Linked DNA regions of Mus musculus: all the other regions are linked to region 3. The links are chromatin contacts, called in public promoter capture Hi-C maps. All regions are on one chromosome and are shown on one strand. Each heading gives the region's core, a stretch centred on a gene start, on an enhancer-like site or on the middle of the called end of the contact. The rest is flanking DNA. Distances are from core to core; before and after follow the strand shown. Region 1 overlaps Cdr2 (cerebellar degeneration-related 2). Region 2 has its middle 15 kb from the start of Slc5a11. Region 3 holds the start of Ndufab1 (NADH:ubiquinone oxidoreductase subunit AB1). Region 4 holds the start of Tnrc6a (trinucleotide repeat containing 6a).

Region 1 (2,956 bases), core at 254-2,753, 1.1 Mb after region 3:
CACACACACACAAATTCAAAGGAAACAATTTAAAGGAGTCCAGACAACAAACTTTGCTTTGCCAGTTGTGTTCACAGTAGCTTGCTAGAAATTTTGGAGGCTGCTAAGAGGCCTATCTCTTTGGCTCAAGGATTCATCTCAAAAGCACAATGTCAGGATTTGAATAAGTCTTTTACCAAAAGACTATTTGGAATTGTAAGACTGAATGGTCATTTCTGAAATAATGCCCACATCTCTATGAAATAGACTACTGTCTTTTATGTCTGACAGGGTGCATGAGAGAGTCCTTCACCTGCTAGCAGGCCCCAGGTCAACTGAATTTTAAGTAGGACTCGGATTTCTTTTAGGTCATTCTGCGTTCTACTGGGACCTGACTTGCATGTGTGGGGCTTGCTTCATTTACTTTAAGAACTGAGTTATATAAAAATTGAAGTGAGCTCATTGGACTTGCTGCGTCCTAAGAGTTGTTTGTTGTGCCAGATCTCCAGCTTGCTGCTGAACTTGGAAAGACGCTACTGGATCGGAACACAGAGTTGGAAGATTCTCTTCAGCAGATGTACACAACCAATCAGGAGCAGTTACAGGAAATCGAGGTAATTTATTCAGTGGGAGAGGTACATCCTCTGATGTGTGGCTCTCTGCTGTTGTCATCGACCTCTAAAATAGCACTTGCAGCTAGAAATAGTATTCAACTTGGAAGTAGTCTTTTTTGAGAAATTGAACCACCAAAGACACTTTCTTTAGATGTGCCTAGTAGGTAAGTATGCTCTGATTAAAAATAGTTTTCTCTTCAACCTTGGTAAAGTGTGTAAAAGTAAACAATCTAGTATTTGCCAGTGTGTAAAGCAAATGCTATGAAGTTGTACTTAGTTTTTTAAGTTTCTTTTTCTTTTAGTAATAAAATTAGTTATGCAACATGGAAGGTATACAGGAAAGCACGCACATGCAGAAACACATGCAGAAAGCATGCACATGCAGAAAGCACGTGCAGAAACACATGTGGAAAGCATGCACATGCTGAAACACATGCGGGAAAGCACATGCGGAAAGACATGCGGGAAACACATGCGGGAAAGCACATGCAGAAAGTGCATGCAGAAACACATGCGGAAAGCACATGCAGAACAGGACTGTGCAGCCCAGCCCCCCCACCGCCACCCCCCAGTTTGGGGAGAGAACTGCCCAGACTATTGACATTCCCTGCATACTCTTCTTTGGTGGCACCTCCCTCCTTCCAACTAAACACCATTCCATATTTAGAGTTAGGTAGGAAGGTTTGTTTTGATGCAGTATTTGATTTTATAATTTATTTTAACGACCTGTGCTTAAACTTAAAGAATTAGTCAAATTCTTGTTATTTATTTGAGACAGGAAGTGTTGTTCTGCAATCTGGGTCGGTTTGAGACTCAGTCTCCTGCCTCAGCCTTTACAAATTTTTGTGAAGTAAACATACCGGTGCAGCCTACACTCAGATAAGGAGTGAAAACATTATCAGTCATTCACTCACTACCCCAGTAACCAGCACCCCACCCAGACACCCTGGATTAGCCTCTGTTTGAACTTCACATGAGTGTAGTGACTTGTGCAAATTTTAACCTAACTTTTACTTCGGTTTCATTTGCTTCTGTGGATTTCGAGTGCTGAATACACGCTCTGTCCCTAAGTCTCCGGGGTCCTAAACTTTTCAAAATTTTATTGACAGTTTTCCTCACTAGACAAGTAATTAAAACATGGAGTGGGAGTGTTGTTGTTTTCTAATTTACAAAAACAATAAGGCAGGTGTGGTAATGCGTACCTTTAATCGTCAGCACCCAAACTGAAGCAGGTGGGCCTGTGAGTTTGAGGCCAGCCTGATCCACAGAGTAAGTTCCAGGACACCCAGGGCTACATAGAGAAACCCTGTCTTGAAAATTGAAAAAGATAGAGAAAGAAAAACAGTTATGATTAAGAACCAAAAAGTCAGCATTTACCCCATCTCCCAGAGAGATCTAAAATGAGTTGAAACCATTGTTGAACAAAATACTGATCGGGGATGAGGGATACTGGTCAGCTGGTGAGAACAGGAGGAGGAAGTCTCTAAGACTTACTATGAAGAACACGGGGGCGGGGGTCGGGGGTCGGGTATTGAGACAGGTCTCACCATGTGGTCCTGGCTATCCTAGAACTCACCATGTAGACCAGGCTGGCCTCAGATTTGCAGAGATCTATTTGCCTCTGCCTCCCAAGTGCTAGAACTAAAGGTGCCATGATGGTTCAGCTTCCAAGGACTGATTATAATACTAATGCCAAGTATTCTTCCAGAGGCTATTAGTGCATTTCAAACAGTCATTGTAAAAGATGATCAGTAATTGAAGTATTGTTTTTGATGTTTAAAAATGGCTACCAAGATGACTTTACTCAGGACTTAGAATGGGAGGGGAAAACTGACTCCTTCAAGTTGTCCTCTGACTCCACATTTGTGCCATGGTATTCACACCCCCCAAGAAGATCCATACACCCAGACGATCCACAACCTCCCCAGATGATCCACACACACCCCAGACAATACACACACGCATACCCCAGACAATCCATAAATGAAAATTTAGAACATGTTTGTTTGTTTGTTTGTTTGTTTTAAAGAAAATTGAGCTGGTGTAATAGGGCATGATTTTAATCCCTCCACTTAGGAGGCAGAGATGGGCAGATCTCTGTGAGTTCAAGGCCAGCCTGGTCTGCATAGTGGGTACCAGTAGGCTAACCAGGACTACATAGTTGAGACTTAGTCACACACACATTTCTAAAGTTTTATTATGATTTGTAAAATTTTATGTGTATGGGTGTTTTTTCTGCATGTCTACGCATCATGTTTCTGCCTGGTGCCCATGGGAACCAGAAGAGAGCATCAGATTCTATGGAACTGGAGTTATAGACAATGTGTGCCGACATGTCAGTGCTGGGAATTGAAGTCTGGTCC
Region 2 (3,313 bases), core at 603-3,102, 1.1 Mb before region 3:
ATTATGGAGCAGAGCCTTCAGTTTGTTCATCAGACCCAATCAGAGCCTCATAGAAACATGCAGAACAATAGTAATTATATACTTGCAATGCCATCGTTCAATCGACCTGAAATATAAAATTAGCCTTGGAAGAGTCTATCTCATTGATGTTGAAACTCCTCTTCCTTAGCAGGAAGCTTCTTGTTTCCACCTCCTCCCCGTGACTTCCGCCTTTCAGAACTCCCCTTTGGCTATCCCCACCTGAGGTCCCTCTACTCCTCTTGGTGTGTATTCCGAATGGTCTAGCTGCTTTTTTCAAGGGCACACATGCGCAGTGGTGCAGTTCCTGGCCCCCATCTCATTCCCCACCTCCTTCTCCCATTGGCTTCCAACCTAGCTTCCTTATGCAACTCCACCCCTGAGCTCCAGACAGAAGCAAGGCTTCCTGTCCTCGTGTGATGCCCCGCAGCCACCCAACTGTTCTAGACCGCCCTCTCCTTGCTTGCCTGCCGCCTCAGTCTTCTTTCTGTTGCTGACACAAAATATCTGAAGCTGTATAACTTATAAAAAATAATAGAGTTATTTAGCTCACGGTTTTGGAGGCTGGGAATTCCAGAAACATGGCGCCGGCTTGTATTTGACATCTGGCAAGGGTCTTCTTGCTGGGTCTTAACGCGGAGTCAGAGTAAGCTTTCAGGAGAGAGGTTACATTTATCGCACAGTCACATTCCATACCCAATAATCCATTAAGGCATGGATGGGTTGATTTTTTTTTTCATTTTTCCAAAGGCTCTAAGTACCATTAACGTATGAGAGTGAGCATCAAGTTTCTAGCATGTAATGAATGGGAGGACAGAGCCAGGCCGTCCCAGGAGATGTCCATCTTTTTATACCCAGGGCATTAATGGTAGTCTCTACCCAGAGAAGTAATGCATTCCTGTAACCCCAGCACCCAAGAAGCTGAAGCCAGAGGACTGTGTGTCTGAAGTTAGCCTGGGCTACACAGTAAGAACCTATCTCAAAAGTACAAAAAGGGGGTTGGGGGCGTCCCTAACTATATCCCCTTCATCTCCTGTCTCCTCTTTCTGGGGTGTGGGGTTCTCTCTGGAATGTGTAGGTTACCTTGTGTGTAGAGCTTGCTGGCCATAGCTCCTCCCAGTCTCTCGCACAGGTAGCTGTGTTGGCACCACACCAGGAAACCTGAAGCCAAGTAGAGAAGTCCTGAGTGCATGAACAGGGTGCGGTCAGAGGGCCGCTATAGAAGCAGATCACACAAGACCTCCGGGGCACGGTAAGATCTGGCCGTTTCTCGAGGGCTTGATAGCTGGAAGTCCCACTGAGTCATTCTCATTGCATTTGGAGCTTATAGATGGAAACTGGCCTTGGCAAGACTGCACCAGATTTATCCAGACAGCAGAGCACTGAGGGTGCAGACAGCTGTGAGTTGTGCATGCTGGACTGTCGCGTACGCTGCCGGGTGCCTGGTGCTGGGTGCCAGGTTCGTGGTACATACTCCTGCTGCCCCGGCCCGGTGCATGCTAAGTTTAACAGCAGTCACATTCTCTTGGTTGGTAAGGAGTAGAGCTCATGGCTCTCTCCATTAACAGGGTCTACAGATGTGGCCACATCGTCCCAGTATTGATGGGGATAAATTTGCCCTAGTTGAGAGGGAGACTGAACTTAGGGTTCCCCAAAGTAGCACCTGAAGTGGGGTCAGGAGGCAACCAGCCACATCTGGAATTAAAGTGGTACAGGCAAGAGCAAATGTCCTGAGGTAGGAGACAACCTTGCAGTCCTGCCTCCTGTGGAGACTGGCTCTCCCCAGTTGCTGAAGTCACTGAAGGGTTGTAATCACAGCAGTGACCAGCTTGAACAGAGAGGAACAAAGGTCAGATTTCATTTTGACTGAGGTAGTGGCTCTGTGGGCCATGAGCAAGACACTGTCTGAAGCCACGTTCTTAGCTCTGGCAACTTACTGGAGGAAAATTGTCTGTTTATGAAAATGCAAGGAGCTGAGTGTTATGTAGGAACAGAGAGATGCCGAGGCCAAGAGGATGCTGTGGGTGGATGTGGCGGGACGCTGACATGGCCCTGTCAGAAACGCTTGAGAGGAAAACAGGTGGGCTGGATTGGGCCAGCGCTCGCTCAGAGGTGCAAGCGGCCTGCTGAGACTTTCCCCCTAGGTAGCTCCAATTCCGAAGCCTCCTTAACCAGAAACCAGAGGAGGTTTCCAAGGTCAGGAACTGCCAAGTGTAAGAGCTCTGCCCTGCTCTGTTCCCTCACCTTTGGACTCTCTCGGTTTCACTTCGGAGATTTTTATCTATGTTTAAAGATTCACTGCTCTCTGTGGGTGTGACTGGCTGCGTGTATATAAGAGCTCTATGTGCTTGCCTGGTGCCCTAGGAGGCCGGAAGAGGGTGTAGGTCTCCTGGGACTGTAGTTACAGCTGCCACGTGAGGGAATTGAACTTGGGTCCTCTGAAAGAGCAGCTAGTGCTCTTACCTGCTGAACCGTTACTTCAGCCCTACTTAGGGATTTCTAAGATTTGGTTCACCTCAAAATCAAGACTCAATTTAAGAATATCTATTTGGGGGCTGAAGAGATAGATCAGTGGTTGAGAGCACTGGTTGCTCTTCCAGAGGCCCTGGGCTCTCAGCACCCACATGGCAACTCAGTACCACCTGTAACTCTCAGTCCTACAAGACTTGACTCTCTCTTCTGCCTTCCTTGGGCACTGCTTGCATGTGGAGCACATACATACACTCAGGCAAAACACACATGCACATACATTTAAAAGGAAAAAAAAATTTTTTTTTCTAGTGCTTTGGGCATGCTAGGCAAGTGAACTGCTTCTCAACTGCATCCCTGCTGGGGTGGTGTCTGAGTGTGTGCACATGAGTGTGTGTATAAGTGTGAGTGTGTGCGTATGAGTGCGTATAGGTGTGTGTATGAGTGTGTGCATATGAATGTGTATGGGTGTGTGTGCGTATGAGTATGCATATGAATGGGGGGGGTCTATAGAGCCAGAGCAATTGTTGGTGTCTCCCTCTGTCACTATTTTTTTTAAATATTTATTGATTATATGTAAGTACACTGTAGCTGACTTCAGACAATCCAGAAGAGGGCGTCAGATCTTGTTACAGATGTTTGTGAGCCACCATGTGGTTGCTGGGATTTGAACTCCAGACCTTCGGAAGAGCAGTCGGGTGCTCTTACCCACTGAGCCATCTCACCAGCCTTCCCTCTGTCACTATTACCTTACTTCTTTTATCTATTACTCTGTGGGTGTGTGGTGGTAGTGGGGTACTTGAGTGGAGATCGGGGGACTACTTTG
Region 3 (3,100 bases), core at 542-3,041:
AGGAAACACTGCTTTACCCAGTAGCACAGCTGAGACATAGTAAAATGCAGTGCCCGCATCAGTCAGGCAAGCCAAGGGGTTCTTCTCAAAGGAAGAAACTCATTAAACAAAGCCACTGAGGAACGTTATCAGTGAGCCCCTCCACATATATCCACACGGAGGTTGGCCCATTTGTAATCACACTTTTATCCCCACACTGACTTCTGAGCATGCTCAGTTTAAATCATTGATGAAGGTACTAGGCACATTTTTTAGGTTATGGGGTACACGTTTCTGATATTGAGAGGGATGAACAGGGCCGCTTCTAGGCATGTTCAACTTACACCAGAAAGTCTTAGCTGAAAACAAAGGAAAGGGCACTTTGAAGGTGCGTTAGTGCAGGAGTTTGACTTTGGTGTCTGCCTGCTTAGTGTCTAGTTGGTGTGTGGGCTTCACTTGTCCATTTTTGTTCACCGTCTCAGATCCTGAAGTGTCAAAATGAATTCTACCTGCAAAGCTGTAAGTAACCTGCCTAATCTGTAATATACACACATTGTCCAGTTTCGCTTTTGGCTGTACTGCAGACTGAACCTAGAACGGTCATGCTAGGCAAATTCCCTACATCCATGCATTATCAAAATTTAAAATATGTACTGTTGTACTTCACCATTTCCTGGTCTCCAGGTTACTGTAAGCACACGGAGTTTGGGAGGTTTGTGGAGGGGGGGGTTATTTGTTTATTTATCTATTTTGAGACAGGGCCTTGCTATGTAGTCTAGGCTACCACCATAAGATGATCCTCCTGCCTCAGCCTCTGGAGTTGGGAATGAGGACGTGACAGTCACACCTACTTGGCTACTAGTCTTAAAACTCACACTTATAATGTGTACTGAGTTTTCACTGAAACAACAATAACAAAATCTTAGCGCTATGGGAGAAACGTGACATATTTTATTTTTCAGAGATAGGGTTTCACTATGTAGCCCTGGCTGGCTTGGAACTTGCAGTGTAGACCAGGGTGTTCTTCAACTCTCAGAGATCCTCCTGGCTGCAGAGTGATGGTATTAATGTTGTTTGCCACTATGCCATGATCCCCACCCAACTTTTTTTTTTTTTCTGAAAATGATGCAGTTTTAATATACCATTCTGCAGAAAGGGACACAAAGAAAAGGCAAAAAATTACTGTCGAGTTGATTTTGCCCTGAAATTCCTGCCTCTTTCTCCCATAGGCTAGACATTATAAAATTCACAATCTAGCATATTCCCCTCTCAAATTCTCTATCCTTTTTATTTAGGAGGAAAAACCTTATTTAATGAATTAATTTGAGGCTTGAGAGTGCCCCTTTCGCTGATTGTGGGCCAACCCATATTGTTGATTGCCTAAAACTTCTCTTTATTTATTTATTTTTTAATTATTCACTTTACCTCCCCGCTCCCGGTCAGCCCCTCCCACAATCCTTCCCCCATCCCCATCCCCTTCTCCGTCTCTGAGATGGTGGGGACCCCCCTGGGTACCTCGCTACTTCAAGTCTCGGCGAGGCTAGGCGCTTCCTCTCTACTGACAGCCAACAATATATTTCAGAACTTTGGGAGAAGAATCAAGTCGGTTTCTCTTTTGGGTCAGTGACAGTGTTTAGGGTTAGATGGCATTTGTGCAGTTGCAACCACAGCAGCCCTTGTCCTTCTAAAGGAGGTGGGTGCAGCGCGGCTGGGAGCCGCTAGGGTCCGCCCGCGCCCGCGCAGCCCTCAAGCGCCGCTCTGTACGTCGCCGGCGTACGGCGCTAGCTGCGGCCGCGGCGGGAGGCTGCGGCGCAGTGCATCCTGGGTTGGCGTAGCCATGGCGTCTCGTGTCCTCTGCGCCTGTGTCCGCCGCCTGCCCGCGGCCTTCGCGCCGCTGCCCCGGCTTCCCACGTTGGCCTTGGCGCGGCCGCTCAGCACCACCCTATGCCCTGAGGGAATCCGGAGGAGACCCGGGGCTCTGCAGTCCGCCTTGGCGCTCGCGCAGGTGACTTGCGGTGACTTTGCCGGGGCTAGTCAGGGGTCAGGGCCCCGGGCCGTCCGGGTTGGGGGAGGGGCTGCACAGAACCTGCAGGGGTGATGGGGTACACGGCTAGCCCCACTGCCTGACGGGTTTTGGTTGACCCCTGTCGCGAAGCTAAGTGTCTTATGATTAGAGCACAGGACTTTGACCCAGTCTTTTTTTTTTTTTTTTTTTTTTTTTTTTGGTTTTTCGAGACTCTGTATAGCCCTGGCTATCCTGGAACTCACTTTGTAGACCAGGCTGGCCTTGAACTCAGAAATCCTCCTGCCTCTGCCTCTCGAGTGCTGGGATTAAAGGCGTGCGCCACCATGCCCGGCTTTTGACCCAGTCTTGACTGAAGAACAAAATTGGACACCAGCTCTCATCCTTGCGGAGTGGCAATGAAGTTTAGGTGAGAGTTCGAGTAGAGCACCTACTGCGATTGGCAATTACCGTGGTCACTTCCAAGGACGTACACAAGAGGAAAGCCACTTGCCCATAATAGTCCTCTGCAGAGTATTCTCTAGGTTCCCAGAGTTCTATTGTAATTTCCCCCCTGTGGCACCTTTTGTCTGTGAACTTTCTGGAAGTAAGGATAGGAAACAAGTCCTGTGTAGTTTGCATATTTGATGAAACCAGTGTGGGGCTTAAACTCTGTGAGGATGTCACTTTCAACCCTAACTAGCCCTCTTCCCGCTCCCCTTCTGACTCTTTCCGCTGGTATCAAGCCCTGGCATGGCGTTTTAAGTTCCAGTGTGCATGCAAGGTTAGGAAGTACTGTAGTAGACTTTGGGCCAAGTTGAAGAACCGATTCTCATACTCAGTGACCTTCCTGAAGTAGTGGTTTCAGTCACACCTGCACGCTACAAGAAGAGCTAAGGTTCTACATCCTGTGTTGAGATTCACCGACAGTGTAATAGATAGGCAGGCCATTGTCCCATTGGCTAGACCAAAAGGTTGTCATTATAAAAGTGTTAAAAGGGCAGTAAAGGGGGCTGGTGAGATGGCTCAGTGGGTAAGAGCACCCGACTGCTCTTCCGAAGGTCCAGAGTTCAAATCCCAGCAACCACATGGTGGCTCACAACCATCTGTAACGAGATA
Region 4 (3,303 bases), core at 191-2,690, 1.0 Mb before region 3:
GATAAAAAGAGCACACACTGAACACAGACTAAAATGTAGTTTCAAAGGAAAACAAAACGCAGTTTATGCTTCATGAAGTTCAAGGACAAAACTGTTTCCAATGCAACAGAATCCGCCTGACTACAATGTGCAGAGACAGAGAGGAAAAAATGTGAACACATAGTATCTTTTTATAAAGGCAACAATTTAGCTACAAAGTAATAACGGGGAAGCCAAAACAGTTTGACAGCCCGCCATAAGGGCCGCCTCAATCATGAGTCACACAATGCCTGCAACCATTTACAATAGTAATTAATGCACAAGTCCCCTAATTAAATTCTAAAAGGGTGAGAATGCTTTAACTAAGTTTACAAGAACTGCCTTTTGCTTTTCTTTTTAAGAACGAACACACTCGTAATTACGCGTCTCCCTGCAATGCCCCCCCCATGCAATATTCCCTGAGGCCGTTTCTCCCGAATGTCTGTTCCGTGAGTGCGAAAGCAAATGACACGGGGTTGGGGGGTGGGGGTGGAGGTTGGGGGGGGGGGGTCCGTAAACCCAGGAAGAGCGAAGCAGAGTGGAAACACACGATTATAAAGGGGCGGGAGACCGAAGGCTCGCCCATCTTACCTGCTAAGATTTCTCTCTACGTCTTTGGTAGCTTTAGCTTCCAATTCTCTGAAATAGCAAACAAAAACAAACACAAAAAAAAAAAAAAAACGGGGGGAGGGGATGCGCGTGAAAACGGAGCTGCTGCGGCAGAGCGCCCGCGCGGTGGGGGAGGGGCGGGGCTGCGGGCTGCAGCGCTGCGGGCCGCCGAGCCCAGGGCGACCGAGCCCAGAGCCGTAGCCCGCGCCGGACCAAGCTTCCCGGACCGCCCGGGACTCCCGCCCACGCCCGCGTCCCCCCGGGGACTGCCCCGCGCCGCCGCCCATCAGCCCGAGGGGGTCCTGCGGCAGCGCCGGAGGCTGGCTCCTGGCCCCCCGAGCGAGCCTCCCCTCCGGTCCGCTCACCTCATGTGTGTAAAGTGCACTAGCGCGTGAGGCGCGGGGAACGAGGCTCGCGAGCCTCAAGCCCTCCGCAGCGCCGCGGGGACAGGCCCGAGCCGCTGCACCAGCGCCATTTTCTACACCGTCCCGCTGCCGCCGCCGCCGCCGCCGCCACCGCTGCCGCCGCAGGCCCCAGACCGGAAGTGAATGCCCCACTCGCAACCCCTTCCGGGGGCGCCGTGGCCCGGGAGCCCCAAGATGGAGGTCCTAGCAACTAGGCCTGCCGGACGAGGCAGCCACTTGACAACTGTCTGACGCGTCCAGGACTTCGCCGGAGCTGTCGGGGAACTCCGAGGTTCCCCACGAGCGGCTCTGGGGCCTGGCAAGAGCGGAGCGCGGCCTTTTTCGCCGAGGCTGGCTCGGGCTTGCCTCGGACCATCCCCTCCTCCTTCTTTACTGCGACACAAGTTTCCTTCCCCTCGGCCCGGCCCCTCCCTTACAGAAACACGCCTTTAAAAAAAAAAAAAAAAAAAAAATCCAGCAAACCGCAAATTCCACCCCTGCCGCTGCCAGACTAGCCCGCGCCGTTTTTTAAATTCACCCACATCTAATTACTTTTGACCTTCAGCCACATTTATTTAACCTCTCGATTTGTGCCTCTTCCCAGGTGAAGAATGCATCCCAGAAGTTTCATTTTTTTTATTTTTGTGCCTCAAATTTTTACACACCCTTGACTCAGCAATTCCACTTGCACGAATTTCTCTGCTCAAGAAATAACCATTTGGGTATCACTTTTAAGTACTTCACAATCAAGATATTAACTCAAATGCACAGGAAAGGTTGAATAACTGTAGCCAGCTACGACATCTAATGCTATGAGGTGGCATTAAACGCAGCTACTTGCAATACCTGGGGTCTTGGTTACAATAAAAGAATGGAAACGCAGATGCCATACTAGTTCTCAGAAAGACATGTGAACACCCAAAAATTCTTACATGTGAACACTGTAAGATACATGTCTGTAGGTAAAGTATGTAAGTCTACATGTAGATAAAATAAGATACAGTAATATAATACATGAAGATACAATTATTACAATTATTTTCTTAAATTACAATATAGACACATACCTGATTGTAAATACAATAAGATACATACCCAAAGGGGGATGCTGCAATATAATGCATTAAGATATTATAATGCACATAGGTACATACATATTCGGTGCATATAATGCTAGTAATCTGCACATTTCTCCTCTACTTAAAATCTACTCCCTTTTACTTTCTCAGAAAACTCGCTCTGCAGACAACCTTCTTTTGCCCTTTTCTATTCTAAGTCCTTTAACTGGTTTAAACCTGCTCCAGTCTCTCCCATGAAACAAGCTCTGTGATTGTCTGCTTCTGCTCTAGGAGAAATGTGTGTTGTAGTTAGCTAATGAGTGGATGAATGCCCAGAAAGGAACTAGCCAGCATGTTAACGTCTGTTTTGCATTTTTCTTCTTTTGGTGTTCTTAATTTTATGAACACCCTATAAACATTTTTTGGAAAAAAATTACAAATTGCAAAATGAAGAATAACAAATAAATGCTAGTAATTTTTACATTTTAATTTATTTGAGATGGGGGTCTTACTCTATATCCTTGGCTAGCCTATGTAGGCCAGACTGGACTCAAACTCAGAAATCTGCCTATCTCTCTCTCCTGAGTTCTAGTGATCTATAACACACACACACACACACACACACACACACACACACACACACACAGGATCAACTTTGGTTAGGTTCTTTGTTAAACTGATACAAGATGGAGTCATCTGAGAAAATGCCCCCATCAAATTGCTGTAGGCAACTCTATAGGCATTTTCTTGATTAATAGTTGATATGGAAGCTCTTTAGAGGCCATCCCAGGTTGTATGAGAAAGCATGCTACAAGCCATGGGGAGCAAGCCAGTAAGCAGCACACTCCTCTATGTCTCTGCTTTAGTTTCTGCCTCTAGGTTCTTGCCTTGAGTTCCTGCTCTGATTTTCCTATATGATGAACTATGAACTGTAAGCTGATAAACCCTCTCCTCCCCAATTTGCTTGTCAGTATGGTGTTCATCACAGTGATAGAAGGCAAATTAAGACAGAATCTTTCCTATAATGTTTTGCCTTTGTTTCTGCCCAATTCCTGTGATTACCTCAACACCCATCTTCTCTACTCTATATTCCTTGCCTTACCAAGGTTAAGTGATTAGACTAATTCACAAATTATAATTTTGGAAGGTAATGATTACTTTTTCCTCTATCAAAACCACAACTGAGGCTGTAAAAAAGAGCTCAGTAGTCAGAA

What was found. Promoter capture Hi-C pulls out the DNA fragments that hold promoters and counts their contacts.
Region 1: a promoter capture Hi-C map of fetal liver shows a contact between it and region 3, with 3 times the contacts expected there. The contact joins the enhancer-like site here to the promoter of Ndufab1 in region 3. A contact is called at or near these places in 10 of 39 promoter capture datasets (the 3T3-L1 cell line, 3T3-L1-derived adipocytes, the C10 cell line and 5 more).
Region 2: a contact with region 3 is called in a promoter capture Hi-C map of liver, with 2.6 times the contacts expected there. The contact joins the enhancer-like site here to the promoter of Ndufab1 in region 3. A contact is called at or near these places in 3 of 39 promoter capture datasets (hippocampal neurons and liver) and 1 of 115 datasets of contacts at active chromatin or transcription factors (embryonic stem cells).
Region 4: a contact with region 3 is called in a promoter capture Hi-C map of pre-B cells, with 3 times the contacts expected there. The contact joins the promoter of Tnrc6a here to the promoter of Ndufab1 in region 3. A contact is called at or near these places in 8 of 39 promoter capture datasets (the 3T3-L1 cell line, 3T3-L1-derived adipocytes, the C10 cell line and 3 more), 1 of 484 Hi-C or Micro-C datasets (bone marrow-derived macrophages), 1 of 115 datasets of contacts at active chromatin or transcription factors (astrocytes) and 2 of 9 other capture datasets (adipose tissue and liver).

What each region holds. Positions count from the first base shown.
Region 1 is chr7:120,967,963-120,970,918 of GRCm38.p6, reverse strand. Cdr2 (cerebellar degeneration-related 2) reads left to right here. Exons shown (of 5, transcript NM_007672.2): 2 at 481-593. Among named protein-coding and RNA genes, the nearest start is that of Cdr2, 13 kb to the left of the region's middle. Within about 2 kb of position 1,503, at least 17 of the 459 cell types and tissues checked have an H3K27ac peak or open chromatin away from gene starts, as enhancers often do. A contact at or near this core is called in fetal liver, where this site is marked.
Region 2 is chr7:123,197,895-123,201,207 of GRCm38.p6, reverse strand. No RefSeq gene overlaps it. Among named protein-coding and RNA genes, the nearest start is that of Slc5a11, 15 kb to the left of the region's middle. Within about 2 kb of position 1,852, at least 22 of the 459 cell types and tissues checked have an H3K27ac peak or open chromatin away from gene starts, as enhancers often do. A contact at or near this core is called in liver, where this site is marked.
Region 3 is chr7:122,100,539-122,103,638 of GRCm38.p6, reverse strand. It overlaps Ndufab1 (NADH:ubiquinone oxidoreductase subunit AB1), which reads left to right and starts at 1,791. Exons shown (of 5, transcript NM_001360744.1): 1 at 1,791-1,984. The coding sequence starts at 1,817.
Region 4 is chr7:123,122,022-123,125,324 of GRCm38.p6, reverse strand. Tnrc6a (trinucleotide repeat containing 6a) reads right to left here and starts at 1,440. Exons shown (of 24, transcript NM_144925.3): 1 at 993-1,440; 2 at 610-657. The coding sequence starts at 997.